Linked DNA regions of Sus scrofa: region 2 is linked to region 1. Evidence: chromatin contacts called from public Hi-C data. All regions are on one chromosome and are shown on one strand. The core of a region is the stretch at or near the end of the contact, and the rest is flanking DNA. Distances in the headings are between cores, read along the strand shown.

Region 1 (4,253 bases), core at 383-2,882:
CCAAGCCCGCAGGCGGAGAGTTTGGGGAGGACGCAGCAGCGATTACGGGGAAAAGGAAATCCTTGCACGTCTACACCCCGACACAAGGACAGGCTCACAGAACCGGCCACACAGGCTAGTCTGTGCACCCCTTGAGTGTGAGGGACGTGTTGCCCGTCCCAAGGGGCACGGTCATGTGTCCCGGGAGACGTTGATGGAGACGGAAGCGACCCAGGGTGATGCCGCCACGTGGCTGCAGTGTTTGCGGGGAGCAGTAAGTTTTCCTCAAGAGCCAGATACGCCTCAGGATCATGGGTAAATCCTGATTCCAAACCGGAGCCTCCTGTGACACCGTCAACCACATCATGGGATCCGCGTGAGACTCCGAGAGTCACGAAAGCGGGTGGGGGCGGGGGCTGACCGGTGCCCTCGTAAGGAGGAGCGTTCCATGCAAACGCTCATGACCAAGTGAAAAGGGAGTGTGACGAGAGAGCCAGCCGGGGACGCGGTGACGGGTCTGAGTCAAACGCCCAGCATGGTCCGCTTCCTTTCCTGGGATGAAGTAAGACGCCGGGAAGGTCCAGGGTGAAGCAAACCCAGGGCCAGGGCCCTGCACCCCAGCCCTGAAAACACGGATGGCAGCACACTTGCCTCCCCGTGTTTACCGACTCTGCTGAATCCGACTAAACCAACACAGCAACCCACCTCCAAGACGAAGAGCCACGGTAACTCTGAGTATCTACAGCCGGCCACACGATCCCTTGGCCCCAGGCCTCTCTGTTCCCGGGTCAGCGGGCAGGCAAGGACTCGAAGAGCAGACCGGCTTCAGAACCCGATCCTCGGCCCGAGGGCCTTGTGATCCGAGGTGTTTGTGAAGCCCCCCCCACCCCCCGGCCCACACTTCCCTTCCGTGGGCCCAAAAAGCAGCGCCTGAGATGCTCCGCATGCCTGTCCTGCCCTAAGGGCTGCAACAGCCCTACACATTCCTCCCACAGGCAGCCGGGGAGCTCGCAGGGCCAGCGCCCTTCCGTGTGCCCTGCACAGCCCCAGTGTTTGAAAGGATGACAGGCCCAAAAAAAGAACCCAGGAGAAGAGCGGAGGGTGCCAGAGAGGCCGCTTGGTCTCAGGAGCCTTTGCAGGGGCTGGGGGCCACCCCCACCCTCAGCCCCCCAGCATAGAGAAGGACTTACCTCGAAAGGGAATGCAGGCCAGAAGCAGCAGGGGCAAAGCTTCGGCGGCTAGAAAGGAACCCGGGGCCCTGGTCCAAATACGCAGTCAAGATTTGTCACTAGCATCCCTTGCTGGAAAGCTGGGGCAAGGGGTTTGCCCCGAGGCCCAAACTGGACCTCAGTCGGCCGGTCCGTCGCTAGGGCCCCAGAGGTGAAAGCCGTGGGCAGGAATCCTCTCCCTTCCCGTCTCTCCCCCTCCCTCCCTCGCCGCCTCCTCCCTCTCAACAACACACCGCTGGGGAGCTGATTGGGGTCAATTTGCCGCAGACCTTGGGTCCACCTGCAGCTCGTTCGTTTATTTCTCGGGAAAACCACCAGAGGGCGGTGTGGTCACCGATCCCGCACCCGCTCCCGGTTTCCTCCGCCGCCTGTTCAGGCAGGCGCGTCAGTACATCCTGTGACAGGATGTTTCAAAACTCTTCCTTCAATTCTCATTGTAAATACACTACCTCGGGGCGGATCCATCCAGATGCACCTCCCAGCGCAGCCTGAACTGCCCGGGTCAAAGGTTCTGTTCTATCTGTAATGATCTTGCTCAAGTGTGCAGCCCAGAAGCTGGAGCTTAAACTTGCATTTCTGTCCTGCATTTCTGCTGAAGTTTGGAAGTTCTCTCCTAGGCTGCCGTCGGGAGCAAAAGGAGTTAAAAATCTGCACAGCCTTCTTTGTACAAAACTGTGCTGTGTTTCCACGTTCAGGTTACAAGTGTTTGGCTTGCTCAAAAGCAGGGCTGCCCGACCGGTCAGAAGCTATTAGTAGACTCGTCATATGTGCAAACATGAGGGAGCAAGAGCCACGTTTCTCTCTGCTGGAGGCACTGGGAGTGTGAACTGGAGGCCAGGAGATTTGGGCCTAGTTAGTGTGCCAGAAAAAACAAAGTCGCTAGCAGCTTTGGGCTTTGGGGGGGGGGGGCAGAATTCCCCTTCCCGTGACTCAACAGCACCCCGAGGCACAGGGGACGGGCCGTCTCTGGCTCCTCTGGGATCCGCATTGGAAGAAGCCATGCAAACGAAGCCACTGAGGGCAGGTCCGGGTGAAATGATAAGTCAGGGTGTATCCGAGGCGTCGGGCAAAGGCTAGGGCGCGGGCAGAGAGGCGCCCCAACACCAGTGCTGCACTTCTTCAGACAACCAGCACCTCCCGATACCAAGCTCGTCTTCCGTTTATCAGCAGAGGCAGATAAGGTGAAACATCTGCAGCCAGAGGGACATCTGGAATTTTCCTGCCAGGCCGAGATACCATCCAGCGTTCAAGTGGGCCATATTTGGACAGGGCTGCTGTGTCCTTCCTCTTATCTTTTGTATTTCCACGGCCGTTTAGCGACATGAGCGCCCTTTACACAAGGTCAGCACTGTTTACTCAGACTTGCCCAAAGGCCTCGCTCCTGCTTCCTATTCTCTTCCCTCAAAGGATCAGGAGTTCCTACCACGTCTTGAGGGGAAAACGCCCAGAGGAGACGTTTATTGGAGTGAGTTGGGCGGGGATTCCAACTCAACAAAAAAAGGAGGATGGAGCTGAAAAGCAGCCCCACACTTGAAAGACGATTATTTCACCAGGAAGCTCCCAGGGCTGGGCCCCCCCGTGGGCTTCACAGCGGCAAACGGAGAACAAAGTGGAGAAAGACAAACCAAGTTGGGAGAACAGGCTGTGACTCCTGACAGCAAAACCTGACCAGGCGGAATGTTGGCAGAGGGTGGAGAGGGATTCGAGCGTCTTGCAGACACACCCGTGGCCCTCAACCCCCCTCACACCCCAGGAGCGTTACCGAGAAGGCTTCACGGCCGTTTCTTCTGGGCACCGTCTTTATGGGCCGCCACCCCAGGGAATCAGGGAACAGACCCCTCTTGGCTTCCGGCTCACCTTTCCACACCCAAGATTTGGGAACAAAAACAGCCAGCCAGGAAAAGATAAGCAGTCCACAAGAGCCCACCTGTAATTTGGCTAAATGGAGTTGTTTCAGGACATGACAGCTGGGCTTCAGGCTTGATTATTACGAATGTATAATCAGTGTGGCCTGTTTCCAGGAAAGGAACTTTTTTTTTTTTTTTTTTGTCTTGTTGTTGTTGTTGTTGTTGCTATTTCTTGGGCCGCTCCCGTGGCATATGGAGGTTCCCAGGCTAGGGGTTGAATCGGAGCTGTAGCCACCGGCCTACGCCAGAGCCACAGCAACGCGGGATCCGAGCCGCGTCTGCGACCTACACTACAGCTCACGGCAATGCCGGATCCTTAACCCACTGAGCAAGTCCAGGGATGAAACCTGCAACCCCATGATTCCTAGTCGGATTCGCTAACCACTGAGCCACGATGGGAACTCCAGGAAAGGAACTTTTGTTTCGCTTTTTTTTCTTCTCCTCCTCCACTCAGAATGAATGGCTTTCTCATTAGGCAGGGTTCCCGTGTCCTCCGAAAATGCATCTGGGATAGAAAGACTCCCCAGAGTCACAGACAGAAATGCCAGCAGACGTGAGTACCTTCCTCCCCATCCCGAGCTGGAGAAATGAACCCTCAGGCCACCCTCCGGGTCGGGAGCCTCTCGGTGAGACCATTAAAGCCACGGAGCCAGCCACCTAGTGCAGCTATTGCAGTCCTGCCTGTTGTCCCCGTCCAACCCCTAGATTCACGGAAGCAAGCACATCGGGAGGATTCAGGTCTTCTCACCCATTTTACAGACAGTGATCCAGCACCCCCTCCATGTGTCAGGCCCTGGAGGACCATAACGAACAAGATCTAGGCTAGTCTCGGCCTCTGCGGAGTTTGTTCATGCGGGAAACAAGCCAATGAAAAGTTAATTGTAACTTCACATGCACAAGGGTGGCAAGCACCACCCAAAAACAGAACAAAACAAAAAGCCAGAAAATGACAAGTATTGGACTTCCCGTTGTGGCTCAGCGGTTAACGAATCCGACTAGGAACCATGAGGTTGCGGGTTCGATCCCTGGCCTTGCCCAGTGGGTTAAGGACCTGGCGTTGGTGTGAGCTGTGGTGTAGGTGGCAGATGTGGCTCGGATCCCCTGTTGCTGTGGCTCTGGTCTAGGCTGGTGGCTACAG
Region 2 (4,286 bases), core at 943-3,442, 96 kb before region 1:
AAATGGGCCTTGGAATCCATTTTACTCTATCAAATTGGAAGGGAAGTCAGCGCTGCAAGGAGAAGCGGTAGCAGCACTGACAACGGACTTGCCCTCTGGTCTGAGTATCGATGTCATAGCGTAACAGCAAAACAGAAAGACCCAGTAGTGTTCATGTATCAGATACCAGGGCCACCTGATAGCTGTCTGTCCGGTCGGAAGCCTCAATGACCTAATGCAGTTCCCATGAATGGCAGATCAAATTACAGTGGTTGATCTTAGTAAGCCATTTTACTCTCCTTAAAAAACGAAACACTAGAGTAAGAATGGTTAAGCAGCCACTTCTGAGCAAGAATCAGATGAATACCACGCTTGCCTTGGCTCCCAAACATCCTCTCTCCACATCCTCACAGTATTAGCCTCTGCAGATACGCCGGGCAGACGTCCGGCCAGGCCCCTCACCAGACCCTTCGAGAATCGACCCTTCAGCATCAGGAGCTACAGGGTTGAATTCATCTGTGAGGTAAGCCTCAGCCTCGGTGGAGAGTCATAGCCACAAACCAGGACACGTGGGACCAAGTGAGCTCCACCTGAGGCACAGAGGCCACGTGGTGGTCGGCCGAGTACACGGCACCGAAGGTACAGCCCATCGCAAGCCCAGGAAGCTTCCCTGCCTCGCCCAGCACGGACACTCTCAGGACCTAGGATGCTGGCTCATACTGCGTCGTTAGACTGAATCCAATACTCATAATCATTGACGTAGTTACAGGGCAAGAACTTCCCAGGTCTTCAGGGAGATGGATTACTATTTATGGAGCCTAATTTTTTCATGTTGGCTGTCAAGAGAAAGATTTGCCAAGTTCCCTTTTTGCTTAGACTTAAATCTAGATGTATCTTCCTGGTGACAGTCTGTCACAGAATGACAATGGTGAGCCTGACATATTTGGGCAGGACCTAACTGGGTGAGCTTCAGAGCTGTTTTCAAGTTGCTGTGTTTGTGACCAGATGGGAAAAAAGAGCATTTGCACATGAGCGATTATACCAGCAGGGCATTGACTGAGAAGTTGGTGTTCGGTGCCATGGGAATGACCACTGGCCATGGCTGGAAGTGGAAGCTGGGTTCTAGGCAGAATCACTGGGCAGGGAACCTGTATTCTATTTTTACTCCTTCATGACTCACTCATCTCTGGGTTCATCACCAGAACTCCCCCTGGGGGGATTTTCTACCTGTGACTCATCATACCATGTGGGCCTCTCCCATTAACCAGGGAAATCAACTTAAATTTAGCATCAAAAACTATTCTGAAAGGAAGAGACGTTCATAAGACAGCAGCCTCTTCTGTTTTTGAGGAGGAAAGAGGCCTTCCCACAAATACGTTAAGGTCCTGGGTGATGGGTGATGTGGTCAGTGTCACCTGTCGATCCTTTAGCACCAGGCGGTGGCCCTGCCAACTCTCTACCCCACTTCCCCTCCCACAGCCCCATTACCTAGCTGCTCCCTAGACACGCTTCCCAGGCATTAGTCAGGAAGCCATGAGACAAAGAACAGCTTCAATCCTGGAATAGTTATCCCCACCTGCTGTACCACTGATTGTCACATTCTCACGCATGCAAATACTAAACTCTGAGAAGATCCAGAATCTTCTTTGCTCCACTGCCATCCCAGTTCTTGACCTCGCTTGTAGGTGCGTCTATCTACAGCACATCTGTGATTCTTGGATACATCACAGCTTCTCTGATGATCCCTCCTGAGAAGAGGATCAGATTCCTTTTTTTTTTTTTTTTTTTTTTGTCTTTTTAGGGCCACACCTGTGGCCTGTGGAAGTTCCCAGGCTAGAAGTCGAATCAGAGCTGCAGCTGCTGGCCTACACCACGGCCACAGCAACACAGGATCCGAGCCACATCTGCGATCTAGACCACAGCTCATGGCAACACTGGATCTGCAATCCACTGAGCAAGGCCAGGGGTTGAACCCGCGTTCTCATGGATACTAGTCGGATTCATTACCCCTGAGCCAAAATGGGAATTCCAAGGATCAGAGTCTTTATGCTGCTTCCCATAAAGGAGTGTGTCCCTGGCCCAGAGAGGCTCCTGTGTGAGCGGCGCTTCGTGCAGGACCCCAGAGTAGACCAGACTTCTCCTCCTCCTCACCTTGACCGCATCTCCACCTCACGAAGACCTCGGCCCCCCAGCTCCCTTCTCCTGCAAACAACAGTCTTCCCTCCCTTAATCCTGTTCATACCACCTCTAACAGTGGCCACCAAAAGATGCTGCCTCTAGAACATGCTGAAGAGGGAACCACAAATGCTGGAGGAACATCCTGACTCCTGCGCAGAGTCAGTCTGTCCTGGGCGCGACACGAATTGACAGCAAATGTATGTAAAGGCAGGTCGGGCTGAGCCTCTCCGAACAGGAGATGGCAGCAGCACCCAAGGCATCTGGGCCACGTCCCCAGTCCTAACAAAGGGCATTTCCTGCCTGTTCGTCAATCCCGGGGTTTAGTTCTGCCTCCCCGAAGCCAAGTTGTAGAGTCCCACAACTATTGGAGAACTAAAAATTGCTCACGCAGAAGGCCGAACAACCAAATGAACAAGGAGGGAGCCGCTATTAAGTCTCACTGCAAAGGAAAGGAGCCCCCAGAAAGCACAGACGCTCCTCCTAGACTGGCGTTAGTGGGAGTTTGGCAGAGAGCAAGGGTGTGAGATCTAGTGCACAATCTTACTGAGACTTTGAGCAAGTTATGCAGCAGAGTTGATTCAGCCTGTGCCCTCGTGTGGCTTAAGGGGGTGAGGAGGTCCTCAGAGAGGGTCAAATAAGATCCGGGAAAACTTTGCAAATTATTGCAAGCTAAAAATATTCAAGGAAGACCAAGTTGTTGCTTTATTCCTACACCTCCAAATATCCCAGAGCACCTTTTTTCCTTTGTTGTTTTTTTTCATCCAGGTAGTATGGCCAAAAGCAGTTTGGCCATGGGTCTATTATTTCTCTGACAATTGTAATTTCCCAGGGAGTTGTGGCAAACAGATTACATGGTAATAGCTCTAAGTTCTTTGCTTCATCCTGGGTCTACAAATATGCTCTCACCCAGGCTCCTGTCATCCGTTGTCTTGATTTATGAAATCTTCTGTTCTCTGATCACATGTCTTGCCCATGTCTCCTTTAAAATTTATGAAATGTGGCTGCAAGGTCAAATTTTTCATCGTTCCAGCATAACATTCTCAGGTGTAATCATTACTATCTTAATCAAGCAGGCAGTTAGTTCCACAATAGTCCGTTTAATTCACTAGATAATTGCTCAGCCTTCACTGTATAATCCCCATCCTGTCCCTTGCTAGGTTTCCAGAACCACTGTGTTGTGGTCTGAAGCATCTATTAATTTGTCACATGCATTACTTAAAAATTTGTTTCCAGTCAAGTATTTGATGGATCAAGTGCTGCGTGTAAATTAGGAAAATAGAACTAATCTTATAATCAGTTTCACTTGGAGTAAACACATCAGCCAGGAAAGTTGTCTGGGCTTCCTTATGCTCATAGACCCTTTGCAAAAGTTGGAAAAAGGAAATCTAAAAAAGGATTGCAGAACCAACTTGGTATTAAGGTAGAAGATTTATGAGGCAGGCAACCACAACAATTTTTGACGTCGTTAATAAGAAAGAGATAAATTATTTCACTTTTCTCCACTTGTGACCTAGCATATCCACAGTAAAATGAGACCTTACCAGACTGGTCCCTGAATAGCCAAGAGGTATAGAAATTTCCAGCACAGCTTTCTTAGTGAGTGGGATACAGCAAAACCATCACCTGAAGCCAGTCCTCAGTTTCATTATTTATTCTGCTGCCTTGATCATTTTTCTGCACTCATTTGGCTTGAAGGCACAGACATTCCCTGTTGATTATCTCGACTTGGCAGTGGGTTTCTGCTACACATTTTGATTCCTAATATGGTAGCAGGAGAGGGTTTTGTATGAGTTCCAGCGAGTTTCTCTGGACTTGTGGAATGCAGTGAGAAAAGAATCCTACAGAGATGAAAACATGAACATTTGCATTGATAAAGAGAGAAGTTAAAGAAAGAAAAAGAGACGTCGTTCTAAAAATATATCATTTTTTCTTTTTTATACTCTGGCCGCTTTCATTTCTAACAATGTCTTACAGTTGGGGGAATGCAAGAATTAATTAATATGATTTGCTTTTTTTTTTTTTTAGTTGGTTATATTGTCATACCATTTCAAAAATCATTTTGTAATGCCTGAGCATTCTTGCAGAAGCAGCACTAACAAAATAAACGTTTCATCGCCGTCAAGGTTTCA

Evidence for each region. A called contact is a pair of places that touch in the nucleus more often than the background predicts.
Region 2: a Hi-C map of omental adipose tissue shows a contact between it and region 1, with 1.6 times the contacts expected there. A contact is called at or near these places in 13 of 47 Hi-C or Micro-C datasets (alveolar macrophages, brain, embryonic fibroblasts and 8 more) and 1 of 2 datasets of targeted methods (skeletal muscle).

Annotation. Positions count from the first base shown.
Region 1 is chr5:101,817,555-101,821,807 of Sscrofa11.1, reverse strand. LOC102165008 (a long non-coding RNA gene) reads right to left here. Exons shown (of 4, transcript XR_002344360.1): 1 at 1,170-4,253. Among named protein-coding and RNA genes, the nearest start is that of PAWR, 130 kb to the right of the region's middle.
Region 2 is chr5:101,914,222-101,918,507 of Sscrofa11.1, reverse strand. The region is part of intron 10 of SYT1 (synaptotagmin-1); the gene reads left to right. Among named protein-coding and RNA genes, the nearest start is that of PAWR, 220 kb to the right of the region's middle.